Linked DNA regions of Hordeum vulgare: region 2 is linked to region 1. A link is a contact called in public Hi-C data. All regions are on one chromosome and are shown on one strand. Each heading gives the region's core, a stretch centred on a gene start, on an enhancer-like site or on the middle of the called end of the contact. The rest is flanking DNA. Distances are from core to core; before and after follow the strand shown. Region 1 holds the start of LOC123452560 (polyubiquitin-like). Region 2 holds the start of LOC123398699 (probable galacturonosyltransferase 13).

Region 1 (4,086 bases), core at 1,450-3,949:
TATCGCCCATGGTAGCGGTACTACCGCTTATGAAGGTGCATACGATCCTAAGGATAGAAAACAACTCCAAAGTGTCGGGAAGGAAAGAGGGAGAAGAATGTGTACGTGAGAGATTCTCCCAACAATTCCAATTGCCGACCCCCTCTTGATAGTACGGATTATCCTATGACTCAAGTCCACCAACATTAAATCATACGAAGTACTCCGTCTTCTCGTTTAACATATGAGGGGTAGAATAACTGTCTCGTGCCACCTGATAACCTCTGAAAGCTCAAAGCACACGATTAGTCTGCAAAGGTATTGTCATCAACCAACAAAACTACTTAGGGAGGATTATGCTCTTACAAAGTAGTACCGCGTGTACTACCGCTGGCTCTGGGGGTCTCTACGTTTCGTGTCGAACTACGCGGTAGTGGGGACGGTAGCGTGGCACGTTAATACCGCCTATAAGAGGTAGTACCGCCCGCCACTACCGCTCAACTACCGCCTACCCATCTGGACCTTTCGCAATTTCAGCGGAGGTAGGGCAACAGTGGGGCGTGGCACTACCGCTTGCGAGTGGTAGTACCACTGTAGCGATACTTCCTCCGTCCTAGTTCCTTCCCTGCCTTTGTGTGCTCCTAAGCTGCAACCCCAACGGTAGTACCGCTAGGGCGAGCGGTAGTATCGCTCCAACGACACTATTACCTCATGGCTTCATGCCATTGCGTTGTTCTGTGGAGCACTGCTTCCCGAGCGGTAGTACCGCTCTCCGGAGCGGTAGTCCCGCTTATGTGCAGGCTCACTGGGTAACAATTGTATTTTCCCCTCCTACAAAAGGGGGTCCTATTGCCTAACGGATCTGATCCTTTGATCTGTATTTGCCCCCAATTGTTGACCTTCTTCGAGCTTTCTAACTCTCAATCCCTCCATTGGTTCTTGCTAGTTCTTGAGGAAAAAGAGAGAAAAGATCTAGATCTATGTTTCCACCAATCACTTTCTCCTCTATGTGAGGGGAACCCCTTGGATCTAGATCTTGGAGTTCTTTGTGAGCTCCTTCTTCTTCCTCTCATATTCCTTCATATCTTTTTTTGTTGTGGTGGAATTCGGGAGTGAGGGACTTAACCACTTCATGTGTTCTTGTCATTGCATTAGTTGCATCCGTTTGAGTTCTCCAAGGTAATACATGGAAGTGAAGTCTGAGAAGCTTATTACACTTGGGTGAAAGAAATCGCCCTCGAAGTAAGCAAAAATCACCCCCTCCCACGTGCACCATCTATCTTTGTAGCAAGCCCTTATGAGACCAGTTCCATAAAAAACACCTTCGCTCCCCTAACAAAGCAGCTCCGACGAGCCCCCCTCCCCTGCCCCTGAATTAAGGCGATGAGACCATCTGATACACTCGATCCCCAAGGCAACCCTTTAAGGAGATAGTCAAACTCCTCCGCTCCCCCTGCAACAGATCCCGACGATTCCCTCCTCCCCCACGAAGCGGCTCCGACGTGCCCTTGCACGTGTCCCCGCCACACGTTTTTTTGCAGATGATGAACATTTTGTATAAAGTTGGAAAAGGCGGCAGGTGTAAACGAGACGATTGACTGTCGCCTCGTGCCTAGGTGGCGCTTAAGCGCCCTAGGCGTTGCCAAGGCGGTAATACAACTTTAACTACCGGGGTGCATTGTAATATTATATCTATATCCATATTAATTTTGGACATATAAATAAGTTGGCTACCAGTTAGTGCCATTGAAATATTACCCATTTGACATGTCGGTGCAGTATGACATGATTTCTCGCGCGAGTAGATACTTTCTTTCTCGCTTGCCTAGAGTTCCATTTATGTCTTAAACGAGGCTTTTGGCCATCGCATACCATCCTTGCGTCAACTTTGCCGTTACGGACCCCGCGATGACCATGACATCGGATGGTTGATTGGAATCTCAAAGGAGAAGTGAAATGCTGCAAGGACCAACATCGGGTCGTGGAATGGACGTTGAAACGGAAGGACCTGCGCCCGTTTGCAGCAACAGTGAGTTGCCGTGGCGCGCACAATAGACGAGAGACCCACATCTATTCCGATCGGCTGACTCGCGAGGAGGTTTGCGAGAGCCCGGGATCAGTCGTTTTAGGTAAGGGAATTTTTTTGTCACTCTAGATTTTAGCAATTTTCCTTATGCCACTTTAGATTTTGACGTTTCGTTTTTGCCGCTCTTAGTTTTTGACAATTATCAGAATTGTCATTTCGTGGCAAAAACAAAACATTTAGAATGGCAATTGTTTGTCAAAAGCTAAGAGTGGCAAAAGTAAAATAAAATTATTTTGCTTTTTGCCACCAAATGACAATTGTGATAATTGTTAAAAGATAGGAGTGACAAAAGTGAAATGTCAAAATCTAGAATGGCATAAGGAAAATTGGCAAAATCTAGAGTGACAAGAACAAAATTTCCCCTTTAGATAAATGATTATTTAAAAAAAGATTTTTTTTTCGGAAGAGAAAAGATTGATTCACGGACTGCCGACGTGCACGCACGGCGCTGGCGACGTGAGCCGGTCACCAGCCTTTTTTTCAGCTGGGCCACCAACTAGCTAGCCAAACGCAAAACGGCACCTCGGTATCTCCTCCGCGTCGGGTCGCTCTCCTCCTCTCCTTTGCCCGAAATTGCGTGGTAGATACCGCAACCTTTCTCTTCGCATCGCCACCTGCCGTAGCCTCACGGGACTCTTCCCCCTTTAAATCCCCACCCCTCCCGTCTCCTCTCCGCTCATCCAAATCCTCCCCTCCTGCCAAGCGATCCCCGGAAAGTTTCCGATCGAATCGAAGCCAAGGCTTTCTCCTCCACCTCCGAGGTACGCGAATTTCAGACCCCGCTTCTCCTTATTGCTATCTCGATAGATTATTCTTTCGAGACGAGCATGTTATTGTTGATCGATTGCTGTTGATGCCGAGCCGTAGTAGTCGGTTGTCGCGAAATCCCTTCCGATTGTTCTAGGATTATTATCGGGTAGATCTGCCGATTCGGGATGTGATTGATCTTTGATTCTGTTCGTCTATCTAGCTGTCTAGTTGGTTCCGCTCGTTACATGTTAGTAGTACTAGTTCGAGACGATATATTTCTTGGTAGATTGCTGTTGATTGGGCTACGGGCTACGGCGTCAGTTGTCGTGAAATCCCTCACGACTATGCGTGGATTATTGGGTAGATCTGCCGATTTGAGATGCAACTGATGTTGATTCTGTTCATCTAGGTGTGTAGTTGATTGATTTCGCTCGGTTTCTGCTAAGTCGTTCAGACTTTGTGGCGCTTACGAGCCTTTTATATTGCACCTATGCTTGATCTGTGAAGGATGCACCTGAAATTCCCTACGTATCTTAGTTGTTGGGCCTAGTAGTTGCCGATCTTTCCTGTGCATCGGTTCTGCTCTGGGTCAAATTGTTGCTTATAATATTACTAGGATCTGTTAGCATGTACTTGTGCATCTGTTCTGGTCAGAAAATCATCTATATTCAGTATTCACTAGTATCTGTTAGCTTGTAAGTCAAACTTGATCTTGAATCTGTTCGCATGTAGTCAAACTTGAATATCGATTTTCATCTCTCTTTGATCTTACGCTTCTGGTTCATGTATGCTTTTATGTCCTGCAGATTTCGGTTTACTGGGTGCCTAATTATGGGTTTGGTCCACTTTATGTTTGCAGATGCAGATCTTTGTGAAGACCCTCACCGGCAAGACCATCACCCTTGAGGTTGAGTCCTCTGACACGATCGACAACGTCAAGGCGAAGATCCAGGACAAGGAGGGCATCCCCCCGGACCAGCAGCGCCTCATCTTTGCTGGGAAGCAGCTTGAGGACGGCCGAACCCTCGCTGACTACAACATCCAGAAGGAGTCCACCCTCCACCTGGTGCTCCGCCTCAGGGGTGGTATGCAGATCTTTGTGAAGACCCTCACTGGCAAGACCATCACCCTGGAGGTTGAGTCCTCTGACACGATCGACAACGTCAAGGCAAAGATCCAGGACAAGGAGGGCATCCCCCCGGACCAGCAGCGCCTCATCTTTGCTGGCAAGCAGCTTGAGGACGGCCGCACCCTTGCTGACTACAACATCC
Region 2 (4,505 bases), core at 1,282-3,781, 320 kb before region 1:
TGTCTGACGCCAAAACAAAGTGGAAATAGGAGTTGTCGGAAAGACGCGGGACCAACTCAGGGGGTGGCAGTTGTTTCCTCGCAAGGGCATTTGAGGAGTATACGTCAGTTAGACGCAATGAAAGGCAGTAAAGGCCTTTAGGAATTGCGATTGCTGCATAATGCTTGTTTAGCTGCTCTGATAACCTGGATGATCTCAGTTCCTTATCCATGGTCTCCATCTGCATGTCATTATGTAAACAATAAGGTTTGCAACTTGCTGAACAAAGAGGAGTGGATGAAAGGTAAAACTTTAAGTTACTGATCACTAATTGCATCAGTGATGTTCTTTGCGTTTGACAACTTTAGGTGATCACTACACAACATTTGTAAGCATCAATTCTTACCGTGGCCTTCAGCCTCAAAGCAAATGACTTCAAATCATAATCATTATTCTTTGTATCCCAGATGAAATCATCAAAAGATTCTGCCACTTTTAGATCAACAGGAACATCCTCCGAGTTTATTTCATCAAGCATCCTATACAGATCCCTTACAAGCCTCTGCACATTCGAGTGCAGCGATCGATTAAAAACTAAATAAAACATCAAAAGGATTAAAGGAAAGTGCAAAGCAGATGTTAATACCATGGAGCCATCTTCACCCCTACCGAGAAGACGTGGACCTAACCGTCTGCCCAGACAATCTGGTAAATGATAACAATCAGTGACGAATTTGTAGCAAGTGATTGACTGGACAAATTATACAATCGTGAATAAGTTAAGCATTGAAGAAAAATCATGTTTGAGAAGACGGCTAAATAATGAGGGTGGAAGTACGTAAAATAAAATAATCGTAGTCGAGGTATGATAGTAAATAACATAGGTATCCTATTCAAGTAAATTAAACAATAGAACAGAAGAAAAGCTTAAAATGGGACATACAAAGCCATTGGGATGCCTAAGATAATAGGCCCATAGACATAACGGGTCCATTTTCTCTGGACATAACATTTAGAGCGAACTCCTGATTTTTCAGAAACGATGGTAGCATTCCTCTGGGATACAAAGAACTAAGGTTTCAGAAAAACAGGATTTCAGAGTTCTACTTAGCTAACAAAGGTTCTCTGTAGCGGTTCCCAAATCTAAACATCAGCGCAAGATATCAATGATTCCTGTAACATAGAAAACGAGGGTCGTTGCATATAGCTATCATTCATGGCTTAAGGACAGACCCAGTTCTTGAAGCTACCACACCAGGTGGGATCTGGGGAAGGATTATATGAGGCAAGCCTAGAGGCTGCGGCGAACCCAGGACCTCTTGGCACAAGTGGCGGGGGGGGGGGGGGGGGGGGGGGTACTGTCAAAAACTCAAAATATTTGAATGCAACTAATTTCTCACTGAACAATAAGACATTATCAAAGTGAAGAAAGAAGCACTTTGAGCTTCTTATTAAGCATCCTCATGCCTACCTATCTTCTATACAGGTGTTTCTGCAGCTCAATGAAACTAAGTAAACGGTTAATCAGCCTACTAAACACATATGCAACAACATAAACGGACCCTAAACTGTAGTAACGGAAAGTCGTGTTATTAACGACCAATGCAGATGCACATAACAATGTCCGATAGATTTAGGTCAAACCCATCCAAGTTATTTCACCACCCAAATTGAAATAAAAGTCGCATCCCACAGGCACATTGCCCATCATTTGTCAGCCATTTATGTTGTCTAAACTCTAAAGCAGATACGACCTCAAGCCACTGCATCATCCCAAGAATGGAAGTAACAGCACAAGCGGAGCGGGAGCCAGGGGTGCATACCTAGGGAGGAGCACTTGTTGAAGCCCTCAAGGGTCATGACGGCGGTGAGAATAAAGACGAAGGGAAGGAGAAAGGCGAGGATGAGGACGGTGTGGAAGACGGTCCGGTACGAGAAGTGGCGCGCGGCGGTCTTGAGCTTCATCAAGTCTAGCAGCCCATTGCTACTGGAGATGGTGATGCTCCTCATGCTCGGCGAGAGCCGGATCTGCATCGTCGCTCCTCGTCGCCGCCGGCTGCGGCTCCTGCTCCGTCCTCGGCAGAGAACCCAGCGGGCATCGGCGTGGGCCGCGGCAGGCCGCGAGATTCAAAGACGCCATGACGGCAGCCCGGGGCAGGAGGAGGACGCGGCCGGCGGACCGGCCGGATCCGGCATTGGCGTGCCCTGGGAGGCAAGAGCAATCCACCAAGCGATCGATCCCCGGTCCTCGCAAGGGGGGAGGGTTTCTTGATTCCCCCTGTTTCCTGGTCACCCCAGAGGTCGAATCGGGGCTCCGATTGCTCTGCGCGCGCGCGCTCGCCCGCCGCCGCGAGGAGTGGAGATGGAGTGCGGGAAGGGTTTGATGATGATCTGAGCTTGTTGGTGGGTGAGCTCGAGATTGGGGGATTAGGGGAGGGGGAGGGAGGGGATTTGATTTGACCCGATGGATGAACAGGAGAGGGGAGAATGGGGGAGTCAGATCGGGTCGTGGTTTGGTTGGCTCGAACTCAAACCCGAATGCACGACGAGTTAGCTGATTGTTCTCTTCTTCTTTGTTGTTGGCTAACTACTCCTCTACACGATAGCCTGGCCCACACTGTATTATTGTTAGCCTTGATTTATTAAATTTATTAATGGAGTGGTTATTATGGAATGTGCCTTTCCTTTCTTTTTTCTTTCTTGACTCGAAAGTGCTTCATGAAGCTTTATATTATTTGTTATCATATAATATCTAGAGTAACCTTACTAACTTGTTTTTTTCAACATGCAATCATGTTACCTCATCATATAATTACGAATTAGATGAGGCACACCTCAACATACAATCATGCATGTGAAAAGACACACCACAACATTCAATCATGCATGGAAAAATGTTTTTCGTTCAATTATGCTACTTATATTCACCAAATATTATTACAACTACACATAATAAAATATAATAAGTCATATGTATTTTAAATTTTGGTTCTCATGTTATCAACTACACTTTTTGTCAAATGATACACACAACAATGTGCAGGTGTTCTCAAGTTATTTGTAGTTTGTAGTTGTTCCTATCAAAAAAGGTTGTATATCATTATCATCGTATGTCTTCCATGTATGAGACACAAAATGTTGAACGATAATCATATAGAACGCATCTTTTTCGTAGCCTGGCCACGGGACGGCCTTGCAGTCATCGGATAGCCCTTGCGGCCCTGTGAGGTTTGCTCATGAGGATGTCAAGACGTAAACGCGACCAATGTGTGAGGAGCAGCATATTTCACACGCTCTGGCCGTTACGTCGTATTGTAATCCAATACTGAATATATGAGCATTTTTGTCATAAATAAGCATATAAATCATGACAAATATTGTTAACAAACTATCTTTTATGGGGAAACTTTCAACCTATACATCAAATATCATAGCAATACAAAGCATAGAGATTACATTTAGGTCTATAGACTGCCTAGCTAGCAATCTTTTGTGGGCAAACTTTCATTCTATTCATCAACTATCACTGAAGTACAAAGAATAGAGATTACATCGAGGTATGTAAACCGCCTATCTAGCGAGCCGAATGTGCGTCGTCGTCATTGCCCCTCCCTCTGGAGTGCAGCAAAATTTGTTATAGTAGACAGTCAAAAAGTTGTTGTGCTTGTTGGAAATATGAGCAATTTACCATAGGATTTTATTAAAAGAAAAATTAGGGAAACCATGACTATCATAAAATAGATGAAACAAGACATGGAATATAAAGATGAGACAACGAAAGACATGTGCACATATGATCTAGAAGCGAACATATGTAGAGCCGTACTATATACACAAGTCATCATATGGAGTGATGAGCAGAAACGGAACATATCTAGAAGAGAAACTATAGCAAAAAGTTGTGGTAAGAACTCAACGAAAAAGAACATGAGAACGTACTCTGTTGCAGCAGCAGTAGGGTTGGTGTTGGCGTTGTCGTTGGCCATGTTACCGAAGAGGTGGTCGACGTCGGGGAAGTAGTCGTCGTTCGGAAAGAGATCGTCGGTGTCCGTGATGGAAGCCAGTAGTCGCGTTGAGCGCTCCCCAAAAACCTTATCGCCCTTCTCCCGTACAGGACTCGAAGAGACGTAGTTTCGGAGGCCTACTGTCCCGACCTACGGTGCACGCCGCAAGACGGGATGGGGAAGAACGTAGCAGCAGCACAGAGAAAGGAACTGGTGGCGGGAGGGAAGTTCTGATGCGTTTCTCTGGAGAGGAGCGGCCTCTCTTTTATAGGCACATGAGAAGGAGGCGAGAGACCAGCGACGGGAGTCGAAGAGAGCGAGGGATACGAAACGAACGAACAGCGGCGTTCGCTTTCAATATCCACTACAGCAAAATATGTTCAGCTTCTCCGAGTGATCTTTTGTATACCAGTCGTGCGTGGCAACAATTTAGTTCGGCTCGGCTCATTCCCGCAACCCGCGTCGCGACGAGGCGGACGGCGGAGGAGGAGGAGCGCGCGTGTATCTCTCTCTCGTTCTCAA

The links. A called contact is a pair of places that touch in the nucleus more often than the background predicts.
Region 2: a contact with region 1 is called in a Hi-C map of seedling, with 4 times the contacts expected there. The contact joins the promoter of LOC123398699 here to the promoter of LOC123452560 in region 1. A contact is called at or near these places in 3 of 6 Hi-C or Micro-C datasets (leaf and seedling) and 1 of 1 datasets of contacts at active chromatin or transcription factors (embryo).

The regions. Positions count from the first base shown.
Region 1 is chr5H:77,229,871-77,233,956 of MorexV3_pseudomolecules_assembly, reverse strand. LOC123452560 (polyubiquitin-like) reads left to right here and starts at 2,699. Exons shown (of 2, transcript XM_045129227.1): 1 at 2,699-2,826; 2 at 3,675-4,086. The coding sequence starts at 3,675.
Region 2 is chr5H:77,547,199-77,551,703 of MorexV3_pseudomolecules_assembly, reverse strand. It overlaps LOC123398699 (probable galacturonosyltransferase 13), which reads right to left and starts at 2,531. Exons shown (of 6, transcript XM_045093149.1): 1 at 1,803-2,531; 2 at 626-684; 3 at 386-541; 4 at 1-220. The coding sequence starts at 2,013.